Linked DNA regions of Sus scrofa: region 1 is linked to region 2. A link is a contact called in public Hi-C data. All regions are on one chromosome and are shown on one strand. The core of a region is the stretch at or near the end of the contact, and the rest is flanking DNA. Distances in the headings are between cores, read along the strand shown.

Region 1 (6,462 bases), core at 396-2,895, 520 kb after region 2:
ACATCCCTAGGAAGCTTGTCCTGGTCTCTGTATATTTGTGATTTTGTGGTTATTTTGTGCCTCCATTTTGTGTACATCTAATATGGTGCTTTGTTTTATTGGCCATTTGTATGTACTATTGACTTGACTTGTAAAGTCCTAGAGGGCAGAGATCATGTCTGATTCAACTGTGTATCCACAAGAGCTCTGAGCAGAGTACAAGGTGGCATTCATAAGATGTGCTTAAATGGGATTGGTAACTTTGGCTTCATTCCCAATAGATGGTAGCCCTTTGCAAGTAGAACAGCAAGCCCAGCAGCCTCCCCATAGGAGCCATGCACCAGAAAACCAGCCTTGGGTAGACTGTTAGCAAAAGGTATCAGATCCCCACTGTCTTCCGGGTTACTCTTCATGGGCACAGTAAGCAGTGACCAAAGACATTGAGGCATGTTCTTCACCTTCAAGGAATTTGTACCTGAGAAAGTAGAAAGCACAAGAATACCAAGAAATGATGTATCTATAGCACTTTGGAGTTTACAAAGCACATAAAGATCTGTGACTCTAACCCGGCCTTGGAGAAATAAGCAGGGAGCTATTGGTATCTCCATTTTAAAGATGAAGAAACTGAGACTCTAGAGATCTTGACTTGTCCCAGGACCCCTTGGTGGGCAGTATGAGGACCTCAGCCACCCTCAGTGCCAAGGCAGAGCAAGTGCCACTGAACTCCAGGACCTCTGGTCCTATATCTTCAGCACTGCCTTTATATTTGATGCCCAAGAAATATGCACAGATTAAGAGACTGATATCTACAATAAGCAAATATAAAATAATAAGGAAGGGTTTTCTTTAAAAAAAATGTGGAACTTGGGCAAATAAATCACATTTACCTTTGGAATCCTCAAGACTTTTGCTGCAATGGTATTTTTTTTGGATTGTTCTCTTTTACATTTGTCTTCAGAGCTGGTTAAGGCCACCTAAGAAAAATGGTCTAGTGGTTCTATATCAACAACTCATTAAATAACAAAAACTGCAATAACTACCCGCAGATCCAGATTTACATCACTCCTTCTACCCAGAACCCACTATACACTGCATCCTGGGCTCTGTACTTTCATACCCTCTAGCTATATTTCATCTCTTATTTAATAGATTTGACTCTGAATGATTTTTTGGCTGCTTCCAAAAAAAAAAAAAAAAAATCAAATATACCCTCTGTGAGTGCTAATTTGTCACCACTGATGTAATTCAAAACAGTGGAGCTCAGGCCCTGGAGGATCCTTCGCCTAAGTGATCTCAAGGCTTCGGGCAATAAACCAAAAATTCTCTCCGCGGCCCTGCCCCCCGCCCCGCCCCCTAGAAAGGCTGGGGCCCTTTATACAGGATTAATTTAGGGCGTTCCTGGGAGGGACTGAGCCGGGAGTAGAATAGAAAACACTCCCCCCCCCCCCCCGCCCCTTTCCCCAAGGCAGGCAGGGAAGACGGATCTGGGAAAGGAGCCTCTGCTAGCTTGTGAAGAGACCGAGCTCTTTCCCAGCCAGGGAAGAGCAGCTTTCACCCCCCCCCACAACCCCCCCCCGCGCCCGCCATGGACATGTCTCCCGTGACCGTGCTGGAGCACACAGCCATCTACGACCACGCTGAGCTGGCCCCGGTCCAGGCCCCCAGGGCAGGATCCTCGAGGTCAGCGCAGCTGCGGGATACTTGCTAGGCGCCCAGCCCCAGCTGGACGCTTGGTGCCAAGATTGTTAGGCATGGGCGCCCTCTGCTGGCCGTTCGGGGCATCACAGCCACCTTCCCAGGGAAAGCGGCTTCCGGGAAGGGGGGTATTTTTTAATGGAAAAAAAAGTTTGAAAAATGAACCTCAAATGGACTCAGAAGGTCAAACAGACAGTCAATGGAGGTTTAGCTTCTGAGTAAATGGGCTCAGAAAAAGAATCTCAAAGGAGAAAGAATGGACAGTCTCATGGAGAAAGCTTAGGAACCGGCCTAGGCTAGGAAGGAACTGTCTTCTGGTAAAGGGAGAACAGACCTGTAACTGCTAAACTACCAGTATTATACATGAAGTCCAAGGACAAGGCCACATCAGGGCTGGTGAAAAGCCAGTTACTATTCAGTGTATCAACTGGACATTCCCACAGCAACACTGGCAATTGCATTCTGAGAGTAACTGAATGTGAGTTTTCAATGGGACTGTGTTTTCAGGTCTGTTCTGTAAAGGCTGTGAGCTGGTTGCAGTGTAGAGTGTAGAAGTGCAGCCCTTCCCAAATGCACAGAGCCGGTTATGGGCCTTCAGAGCAATATGAAGTGCTTGGAGGAGGCAGTGCGAAGGTCAGGGTACCTGTTGGAAAGAGCAGAGGCTTAGGAGTCGGATCGAGGTCCCCTTATGGTCAGGCAACAGGCTCCTTGTCTGACCTTGGCACTCACTTGTCCCCTCAGGACCTCAGATCCCTCCTCGGCAAAGTCAAAGATTCTAACTAGATGATCCCTAAGCTTCCTTCTACCTCACTGAATCAATGCCTTTAGAAATGGATATTCTATTTCATGATCTTATGAAGAAGCAGGGGCTCTTATCACTGATTCCATAAAAAAACTCTGAAAAATCTTATTCTATAGAAAGGATAAAACATTGTTACATTGTTACAAGATTAAAAAATTGTTACATTGAACACCTGCACCTGCTATGGTTTTAATGTTCTATCAAAGGATAGAGCTTTACAGCTGGTTTCTAACCCCAGTGGACTGAATCGAGTTTATCTTTCTCAGCTGATGGCAAAGAAGACCACTCAAGGCACCTCTGTTGTTTCTTTTTCCCCTTTATCTGCTAAGATCAAAATCCTCCCAAAGGCACCCTTTTCTTATGTATTTCTGGTAAGTTTTCAAAAATCCACTTTCCATTTGTTGTATCTACATATGACATCTGTGGGAATTATGTAGTATTGTTTTGTCCATTTAAAAAATGTACCTAAAGGGGAGTTCCCATCATGGCGCAGTGGAAATGATCTGACTAGGAAACATGAGGTTGCGGGTTTGAACCCTGGCCTCCCTCAGTGGGTTAAAGGATCTGGCGTTGCCATGAACTGTGGTGTAGGTTGCAGATACGGCTCAGATCTGTCATTGCTGTGGCTGTGGCTAAGGCTGGCAGCTGTAGCTCCTATTAGACCCCTAGCCTGGGAATCTCCGTATACCGCAGGGGCAGCCCTAAGAAGCAAAAAAAAAAAAAAAAAAAAAAAAAAAAAGCACCTGAATGATTTTTTTTTTTTGCTATTAATCTCCTATTGATTCATTTTTCTTTGTTTTACATGGCTTTGTGTTTTGAGATCCATCCATGAGGTTCTGTGTAACTCTAGCCAGCTCCTTCTCATTGCTGCATTCTAGTTCAGTAAAATGCTCGGTGGCCTGGAATTCTTTCCCATTACAGACACTCTTGCTGGAGTCTCCTTATTTACCTGTCTGGGAGTTTCTCTGGGGTGTGTCCCAGGAGTAGGACTTGCTCAATTGCAGAATAACCGCATACTCATCTCCCTAAATGACTGTCAGTGATATATGCTACCACCATGGCTTGAGTGGCCTTTTTCTGCACAGCCTTCCTAGCATTTGGTCCCATGAGTAATTTTGTCAGTGTGTTGCACAGTCAGGTGAAACTTTTCTCTGAATTGTCTTTCTCTCTCTTTCTCTTTTTATGACCACACCTGTGGCTAGAGGGAGAATTGGAGCTGCAGCTGCCAGCCTACGCCACAGCCACAGCAGCATGGGATCTGAGGCACATCTTCTGCAACTTATGTGGCAGCTTGTGGCAACACTGGGTCCTTAACCCACAGAGTGAGGCCAGGGATCCAACCCGCATCCTCGCGGACACTATGCCAGGGTCCTAACCTGCTGAGCCTCAGTGGGAACTCCCTGAATGGCCTTTCTCTTATTATTGGAAAAGTTGAGCTCCTCTCAGCATCCTTATTACTTTTTCAGATTTTCTCTTCCATGAATTATCTATTAATAGTGTTTTTGGGGATGTGACCAAATTCTTAGTGACTCAAAGTCCCCCTAAAATTCCCAAAATTGACGATATATTTTTCTTTCTCATAGGAAACCAATGGGCTCAGTAAATTTTTCCTTTTATCTCTTTACTCAAATAAATCACAGCGAGATTTTATATGTAACTTCCTCTGAAAGATGCATTTCATGTCTTGGCAACAGACAGAAGACATCATGCCTGCACAGATCCTATGAGAAATTTTGGTTCAAAACTTGGACCAGCTTGCTCTTCACAGCAGCTACTCAAGAACAGGGAGGAGCCTGCTTGTTTAATGAGCCTCAAGTGACCAGTGGGATTTTGCCTAATTATTACCCCTGCCAGTCGTTTCTACTGAAGAAGGTGTTGGAATAACCATCTCTCACATTCTGAAGTGAACATGTAGATGCAGGTAAGGCTCTTAAAACTGGGGAAGGGTCCACTTTTGCTTGGGCACAGGAAAAAAGAAATCTCAAGAAGAGGACTGAAATACAGATGGTAAATCTCAGTGTTGAATGACTGTGTGTTGGGCAGAGAATAAAGCGATGACTAAATTATAATTTGAAAGTTATTTCGAAGTTTCTGCTTTGTTGTCTGTCTGTCTTAAAAATTAGGCCCGGCTCGCAGAGAAGCCGGTGTCACTCGTTTTTGGCAAGTGCCTAGTATATCTGTCCTTTCTCCACCTTCTACTGTGTTTCTTGATTTTTAGCTACTGATTAACAGGATTAAATATTTTCTATGTTACACTTTTGAGTGCTATAGATGTTATAAGTGCCTTCTCCATATCTAACATAATTTATTAACTGGAATAGAATCTTTAATTTTGGAGTTCTGTCGTGGCTCAGAGATAACGAACCTGACTAGTATCCATGAGGACGTGGGTTCGATCCCTGGGCTCCCTCAGTGGGTTAAGGATCCGGCATTGCCATGAGCTGTGGTGTAAGTCGCAGATGTGGCTCAGATCCCGCGTTGCTGTGGCTGTGGCATAGGTCAGAAGCTGTAGCTCTGATCCGACCCCTCGCCTGGGAACTTCCATGTGCTATGAGTGTGGCCCTAAAAAGACAAAAAAAAAAAAAGCCTTTAATTTTTCTATAATCATAATCCATCCATCCTCTCCCCCCACTTTATAGTTTGCAATTCTGGAGTCTTATTGGATAAATCTCCTCTGTCCCAAAGTTCGAGAAACATGTTCTCCTTCTAAATAGTGTGTAGGAAATGTACCTGACCGCAGCCTCCAGGAGCCATGTGAGGGTCCAAGGATTTGCTTCATAAGGGTAGATTTGAACTGGAGACATGACACGCCTTTCTTCCTGAATTAAAGGTGTCCAGGTGCTCAGTGCTGGGCTGGCGTGATTTATCCCATTGCCTTCCCAGGTTTAGAAGCTGGAGAAGGGGCACCGTGGGTGGAGGGAGAGAGTGGCCCTGCCCGAGCATTCAACCCGTGGGTTCCGGGAGCCCGGGGCTCGCTGCACTTAAAATATACGCAGGAGCAGGCAGCACGTCAGGGCTGTGCTTCCTCACCTCTCCTGAGCGGAACGTCCGCTGGCCCCATTCCCTCCACTCGGACTAGTCACCTTCCTTTCTGTGAGGATGAGCAAGTGACAGGCAGAGGAGGAAGCTGAAAGGGGTTTCCAGTACTTCTGTCTCCAGCAGAGAAGCAGAAGCCTTTCAACTTTGGGCTGAGATGGAAATGTGAGATGAGGAAGAGAAGAAAAGTGTAAGAATTCCTTTCACTAGAGAGTCTGAATATCTTCATATTACAGATAAAGGGACTGAGGCTCAGAGAGGTTGATAACTTGTCTGTGGTCACACAGCCAGCAGTATAGCCAAGATTCCAAACCAGCTCTTAATCTCTCCTCTGTGACCCCGAACATAGGAATGGACTCTGATCCCCTCCATGCTTTGTCCCCCTCAAATCATAGACTCCCAGGATATTGGAGCATCAGAGGTCACTTGTCAGAGTGGCCTGCTCTTATTACGGAGAACCTTACTGCTGAGAACCCAGAGAGAAAAGAGACTTGTCCGAAGCTGCCAGCAAGTCAGAGGCAGAGGCTATGTGTCTTCCAAACATGTCATGGAGGGTTCTGCCTTATTGCTGGATGCTTTTAGCCTCAAGCTTCTGTTCTGAAGACACCAGTGTAAACAGCAGAGACTCAATTCAAACTAAGCAGAAAAAGGAATGTATTGTCTCCCAAAACAAAAAAGTCTAAAGGCAGGGCCAGCTTCAGGCATAGCAGGATCCAGGCACCTGAATGGTGTCTTTGGAACTCCTCGTGCCATCTCTTGGATTTGCTTTTCTCGGTGTTGGAGCCATTCTCGGAAGCATGACCAAAGATGACTTACCAGGGTCTCTACATCGGCCTCCTGGCTGACCAATGACCCTGGCAGAAAGAGAAGAGAGTTCCTCTCTCCCCATAGTCCAATAGAAACCCTGGAGCAGGTGCTCACAACCTCTCATTGGTTCCACTTGAGTTCCA
Region 2 (6,824 bases), core at 383-2,882:
TCCTGTGTATCATTTCTCAGGTAAAAGTTTCCGTGTGGGATGCAATTTGCTGTAAACAAACATAGGGAATACTTATGAGTGATTTCTGGAAAGCCACGTCTAAATAGCCCTGTGTTTGCATACAGGCACGCACAGAGGAACGCATGCACGTGGGCAGGGGCAGGAAAGAGGAAGAGTCTGCGGTTAGGATCCAAGCCAGCGTGAAGCCTGTAAGAGCAGATGGTTGGAAAACTGTCAGGAAGACCCCGCTGCCGAGAGAGAGCTGGCTAATACAATGCCGCCGCCGCCAGACTTCTCAACCAGCTCCTCAATTCATAGGGAGTTTTTCCCCCGTGAGCCCTGGCAATAAAGTGGTTGGTCCCTAATTCGTCAGGATTTGCCTCAAACCCTGCCGGCTGTGCACACAGGCCAGCCAGGAAATGGTCTTCTCGGGCATTTGGACACGGGGCCCTGCTGCTGCGGCCGCCGCTGTCTGCCAGGGATGCTCGGCCAAGGAGGAGCCCTGAGAGCTGCCACGTGGCTCAACCCAACAAGCCTCGGAGCGTGGGCACGCGGGCCAACAAGCTCAGCTCGCCAAAACACACAGTCCATGTAGCCTCCAGCTCTTCACACATTTCCAGATAAAGTCCAAAGAAAAAAGGAAGCCAGACCAAAAGGGTATCAGAGCTGGGGAAAAAGCAAACAAGCGCCTGTGCGCGCAGGCAGCTTTGACTCAAAAGCCCTGCAAAAAAAGCCTGGTGCCAGGTTCGTTTCACATATCTCACACACCTGCTGGCAGCTTCAGGATCATGGGACCCTCCGCCCTTCCCCCAGGGGACACACACACACACACACACACACACACACACACACACACATCTTTTGCACAGCTCTGCCACTACCCTCAGCCCAGGCCTGCAGCTCTCCTGTGCCTTGCAGATCCAAGTCACCTGTCACATGTCACATCACAGAAGCGGGGAACAGGCCAGGGAGAAAGCAGGTAGAGCAGGTAAGTCACACCTGCGTCTGCTCTGAAACCCAAAGCCCCTTCTGGCCCCACCATCTAGAGTGACCGGGGTAAAAAGGACCCGATTTGAATCCTGACCCCATTACCTACTACCTCTGTGGCCTAAGACAATTTACTTAACCTCTTTCAATCTCATTTTCCTTAACTGTAAAGCAGAGACCATAAGAGCAAGTTTCTCACAAAGCTGCCACTCAGGAAGACAGAGATTTACACAAAACTCTTCAGCACTGTGGCTGGCACAGGGTGTGTTCAATAAAGCCGATTTTTTAGAACAGACCATTAGAAAGGAGGACAGGAACTGTGAACTCAGGTGAGCAGGCTGGACCTAGGTAGTGGGGGGAGGGGAAGAGTCTGACAGGGCAGCTGGGAAGGTAGGGGTGGGGCAGGGTGGGGAGGGACAAACAGGGACGACAGGGAGGAGGCATCCTGCAGCTTCTACCCTGGAAAAGGAGCCGGAAAGTGAGTCAGAATGTTGCCCAGAAATTAGGAACACGCAAAACCAGAAGACATTGCCCGCCTCGGCTCCCAAGAGCCTTCCAGCAAGATATCACCTTAAACAGATCAGGACCCCTCCCTGAGCCAAGGACAACTCGGGGCCAGCCAGTTCACTGCACTGAAATATCCTCCTGCTCAGAGTCAGGAAACAGGGCCAGCCAACGGCTGAGTCAGAACAAGGTCTTGGCACAAACCGGAAACTCCAGGGACGCAAAATCGGCTCCCTCATCATCACCCTGACCCCTGGCTGGGCCAGGACAGGCGCTCTCAGAGGGCCTTGTGGGGGTAAAGGTCAGGGGCCTTCAGGTCTACCCTTCCCTGCCCGGCTGCCACTCAGCCCTTCCAACAAAACAGCTAGTGCTGCTTCTGGCAGCCAAAGCCAAGAACCAAATGTAGGAGGACCCAGAATAAATGCAATTCCTCAGCGGTTGGCAATTCACTTTAAAAGTTACTTGAGGAGGGAGTTCCCTTCGTGGTTCAGTGGTTAACGAACTGGACTAGGAACCATGAGGATGCAGGTTCGATCCCTTACCTCGCTCAGTGGGTTAAGGATCCGGCACTGCCGTGAGCTGTGGTGTAGGTCTCAGATTTGGCTCAGATTCTGCATTGCTGTGGCTATGGCGTAGGCCAGTGGCTATAGCTCCAAATCGGTCCCTAGCCTAGGAACCTCCATATGTCGCAAGTACAGCCCTAAAATAGCAAAAAAAAAGAAAAAAAAAAAATTACTTGAGGAGGAGTTCCTGTTGTGGCTCAGCAGTAATGAACCCAACTAGTATCCATGAGGACACAGGTTCGATTCCTGGTCCGGCTCAGTGGGTTAAGGATCTGGTACTGCCATGAACTGCGGTATAGGTCACAGATGCGGCTCGGATCCCTTGTTGCTGTGGCTGGCAGCTGCATCTCTGATTCGACCTCTAGCCTGGGAACTTCCATATGCTTTTTACAGCCCCAAAAAGTGAAAAAAATAAAATAAAATAAAAAATAAAGTTACTTGAGGAGATGTGTTACTCTAGTACAAGAGCGGACTGACTATGTCAGGATCCCACTGCAGCCCTAATTCCACATGAACCAGGCACAGAGAGCCATGGTGGGCAAGAGGCCAGGGGTCAGCAGTCCCAGGGCCCCCGTTTCAGATCTTCTCTGTCCCTGAGTTCAAGGGTGGGTTAAATCCACACAAAGGGAAGGCAAAGGCAAGCTCTGCTGGAAGGAAATCAGTTCCCTAGAGAAGGAGGTGAGTCTTTCCAAGGTTATTCCAAGGCTATGAGACTCGATACAGACCTCCCTCCAACAGGAGGGTCAATTTGGAATGTGAGGGTCACATGCCCAGGCAGGCATGACACACAGTCAAACCATGGCACCCACTCAAGTCTCCAGGAATGCTCTATGGCCCACAGATCCTGACCAGCCCTCCCTCCCTCTCCTGTGCCATGCCCCCTCCTACCCCACAAAGCACATGCCAGGCATGTTTTTTGTCCCACGTGGACAGAAAATGAATTTGTAGAAACAGCACATGGAAAAGTCCCACAGGTCCACTAGGCGAGTGACTCAGCAGTGGGTGACACATCCTGCCCCAGGGTGGCGGGGGTGGGGTGGGGGGGTGAGGGGAACAGTGGGGAAGGTGGGGTGCAGAACTGACCTAGGAAACCCCCCAAGAGGGCCACCATCACCTCACGTCTCCCTCACCCTACACAAGGATCCCAGTACAAGAAAGGGAAGGAGAATTTTCTGTTTAATCTACCCTATGATGATCTGTTTCAATCAGAGTCCAAGACTCATTTGCTTTCCAAGGATGTCGCCACTACCCAGAATGTGGTTCTGATTTCCTGTGTTCTCCCTCCTCCCTCAAGGATAATTCTACCCCCTGGGGATCTAGTACCAGCTGCTGGACCAATGATGGCATCAGCCCAGGTCATCACCAGCTTCCGAGGACGTGACTGCTCAGAGGTTCTGACAAGTCCTGACAAGTTCTGTTAAGGAAGAGAGAACATCCTCCACCACCTTGGGTGAAGCAGGTGTCATTTACACACTGAGGCCACCACCAGGCATTTTACCTGCATCACCTCCAATCATCACAACTAACCCAGCAGTGCTAACTCACCACTGTAAGATGTACCTGCATCACCTCCAATCCACGCAACTATGCCAGGACTACTAACTAATCGTTAGATGATCAATCAAGAGGAAAATAAAGTACAAAGAGGTTAAAACACAATCTACTGGGATTTAAACCAGGTGAAACCAGGATTTAAATAAAGTCCAGATCATCTGACTCCAATTTTTCCCCCAGTGATGCTCCCAAATTTGGTAAGCTAATAGGCCATCCTAGCAGATCAATCATAGTAGGACCTGGCTTTGTGGATTTAGGTGATAAGCCAGGCCCGGAGATGGGAGCAGATGTTTAAGGGAATGTCAAACCCAAGCCTCAAATATTCATCCCAAAAGTCTCCTGCAACTCCAACCTGGCCCATGTCATAACCCTAAAAGTCAGGCCTGTCTCCTTCATGTTACACATTTTTAAAGCCCCAGGCCTAGGAGGTCACAAGAACCACCAAACTCACAAAGCTAGTGGGAGGCTCAGGCTAGGACTTGGGATTCCCCTTTTAAGCATCAGATTACCACCCCCCCCAACACCATCTTAGAGGGGATGGACAGCTCTCCTGACTTAACAGATAGAGCATGGATCCTATCACCTCTTGGGAGGGCAAAACCCAGGGGCTCATTTTTGTAGATTTCTGTGGTTCTGCCGACAGCTCTAAGACAAGGGTACTAAATTGGATAAGCCTCAAATTTGTGTCATGCACAGAAAAGAGAAAACTTCATGACTTTGAAGTTGGAAGGCTCTGGTGCTTATGACATTCGGGTCTGGGAATGGTTCCCTCTGTGAGTGGAAGTTCACCCTGTGTCCTGTGTCCCTCCTCTTTTGCAGGACAGGAACTCGAAGCCCACCTTTCATCCCTCTCTTCAGTCACCCCCATCCCACTGCCTTGGCCGGACCCTCTGGGTCCTAGCTCTGCTGGGCCCTCTCCCGTCTCTCCCCAGCTCTCCACTCCTCCCACATCACCCACCGATGACTGCCCTTCCTCTGGTCCAGAACAGTTCCAACAGGCCACAGTGTCTGTATTTGCCAAGAAAACCTTTTGGGGTTGCCTCTGTTGTCACCCCACCGCAGCCAAGTCCAGACCTTGCTTCCCCCAGGAGGCCTCCTGATCTCTAGTGTTGAGGCAGAATACTAACTCAGGCAGTCAGTGTAGGAGCATGGGCTTTGGTGCATTCTTTGATATGGCCATTGATTAACATTTTTGACTTAAGGGCTCCCGGGAGTCACATCCCCACAAGCCTTGTTTACTACAGGGAGTAAACAGATGGACATTAATCCCTAATCCCCTGTGACTCAGTTTATATGAAGAAAAGGGCAAAGAAACTATGAGACTTACGGGACATTTCCACCCCTAGGACCCTATTGGACAAGGACTAATACAGGTAATTGAACAAGGCCAATGGGAGAAAACCACATCTTTCGGTACCCCCCCATCTTTAAGGAATAAAAACCCCTATAGGACAATAGAAAAATGGAGGCGCTTCTCCCCACTCCCAGCAGTCCTGGGAGCTATTTGCTTTCCTTTAATAAAGATTTTGCTTGCTTGCTGCCTGTGTGTTCGCAGAGTTCACTCTTCGACTTCCATGAACAAGAACCCAGATTCTGGTACCACTGTGTCCCACAAAACTGAATTCACAGGCTCAGCTCCCTGACCAATGAGCAGTTGTGGCACATACGCTGAAGTCAGACCTGCAGAAGGAACAAGTGACTGCTCTGGAGCTCACTGGACAGCGTACCAAAACCTCCAGAGGCTTCTGGAAAGCCAAGGGTGAGAAAAGCAGGCTGGTGGGACCAGCTGCCCAGAGCTGCAGGCACAGGGTGTCCCAGCCCCCAGGGTAGCCTACAGTGACTTCCCACCTTGCCATCTTGATTGGGATGCCTGTGGGAAAATCATATAAGCAACTGAGCATTTAACCAAACTTTTCCCCAGCAGCACCAGGACGTAAACTTATTTCATCTCTGTGACCTCACAGGCCTTTCGTTATCCAAAACAGTAAGTGACTAATCCCTTCTCAAATGTCACCAAGTGTCTGGACAGCAGGACATCCTGGGGCTGGACTGACTCAGCTGGGCTAGGCCACAAAGCTGCCTCGGGGAAAGCATGGGCTCCAGACTCAGGGAGGGTTAGGGCCCGTCACAGGCCACCACCGGGCCACTGGACGCTTTCAGAACGCACCTCTGCGGGAGAGCCGGGTGTCTGCATCTGTGTCCACGAAGAGCTTCATCTGGAACAGGTCTCGCACCTCCTGGGAGTAGAAGGCCAGGATCCCTTCGAAGAGCACCACGTCTGCGGGGTAGACGGTAACCGTCTCCTCCTTCCTGTAAACCACAGGACAGATGATGGGCCAGGCCAGTGGGGTGGGTGGGAGGAGGGGAAGAGGAACCCTGAGCAGCTGTCTGGGAGTCTGGGGCTCTCAGACTCAAAGCAGGGCTGAAAGTTTAGCTAACACAGCCTACAAGAGCCCCTGGACCACCGCTGAAGGCTCAGGGCCAGGACGGCTGGGGCAAAGATCTCCTGTGACCAGTTCTTCTGAGCTTCTGCTATGAGCAGGAATAGAAGGCAGACATCCTTCTCCTTGGAATAAAAAACCTGCTGTTGAATGAATAGACAAGACTGATAAAAGCAGATGTGATCTTTTTTTCTTTTTTTTTTTTTTCCCTACGAAGGCGTCTCCAGGAATGCGCTCATGCCTGGCATTTACAGAACCTAATACTCTGAGCTCTCAAAAACAGAAGCTGGGTTTTCTTCCAATAACCCCACCCCTCCCCCGAGTGCTGAGGCAAGTGGGAGGAAGAAGGACAGGGCAGAGGGAGGGATGGGGGAAGAAAGCTTCAGATAAGAGGAGGGAAAGGGGATCTAGGTGGAAGGAAAGACTTCCAGTCCTGCCTGATCTGGCTCTGCCCCATTCCAACAAGTGTGGGACACGAATTGCCTCACCCATTACCCACAGGGCTGGGAGTAAAACCAAACAGCCTGCTGGGGCCCGGCTCTTCCCAACCTCAAGCCTCACTACATTCTTATCCTTTGCTTCGGTCCCCAAGCCACCTTGACCTTCACCTACTGCCTCTTCCACAAGACTCACTGAAAGGGAAGTAATGACATCACTGTGAGATTTACTCCTCAGCCCGAATGGCAGACCAGTAAAGGTGTGCGAATTAAACCAAACCATTCATTGAAAAGTTCCTTAAGTAGTTCCCGCTGTGGCGAGGCAGGTTAAGGATCTG

What was found. A called contact is a pair of places that touch in the nucleus more often than the background predicts.
Region 1: a contact with region 2 is called in a Hi-C map of subcutaneous adipose tissue, with 2.6 times the contacts expected there. The contact joins two enhancer-like sites. A contact is called at or near these places in 7 of 47 Hi-C or Micro-C datasets (embryonic fibroblasts, heart right ventricle, liver and 4 more).

Annotation. Positions count from the first base shown.
Region 1 is chr4:85,363,421-85,369,882 of Sscrofa11.1, forward strand. No RefSeq gene overlaps it. Among named protein-coding and RNA genes, the nearest start is that of MIR9849, 32 kb to the left of the region's middle. Within about 2 kb of position 1,646, at least 19 of the 83 cell types and tissues checked have an H3K27ac peak or open chromatin away from gene starts, as enhancers often do. A contact at or near this core is called in subcutaneous adipose tissue, where this site is marked.
Region 2 is chr4:84,847,904-84,854,727 of Sscrofa11.1, forward strand. UCK2 (uridine-cytidine kinase 2) reads right to left here. Exons shown (of 7, transcript XM_021089486.1): 4 at 5,776-5,918. Among named protein-coding and RNA genes, the nearest start is that of UCK2, 68 kb to the right of the region's middle. Within about 2 kb of position 1,633, at least 30 of the 83 cell types and tissues checked have an H3K27ac peak or open chromatin away from gene starts, as enhancers often do. A contact at or near this core is called in subcutaneous adipose tissue, where this site is marked.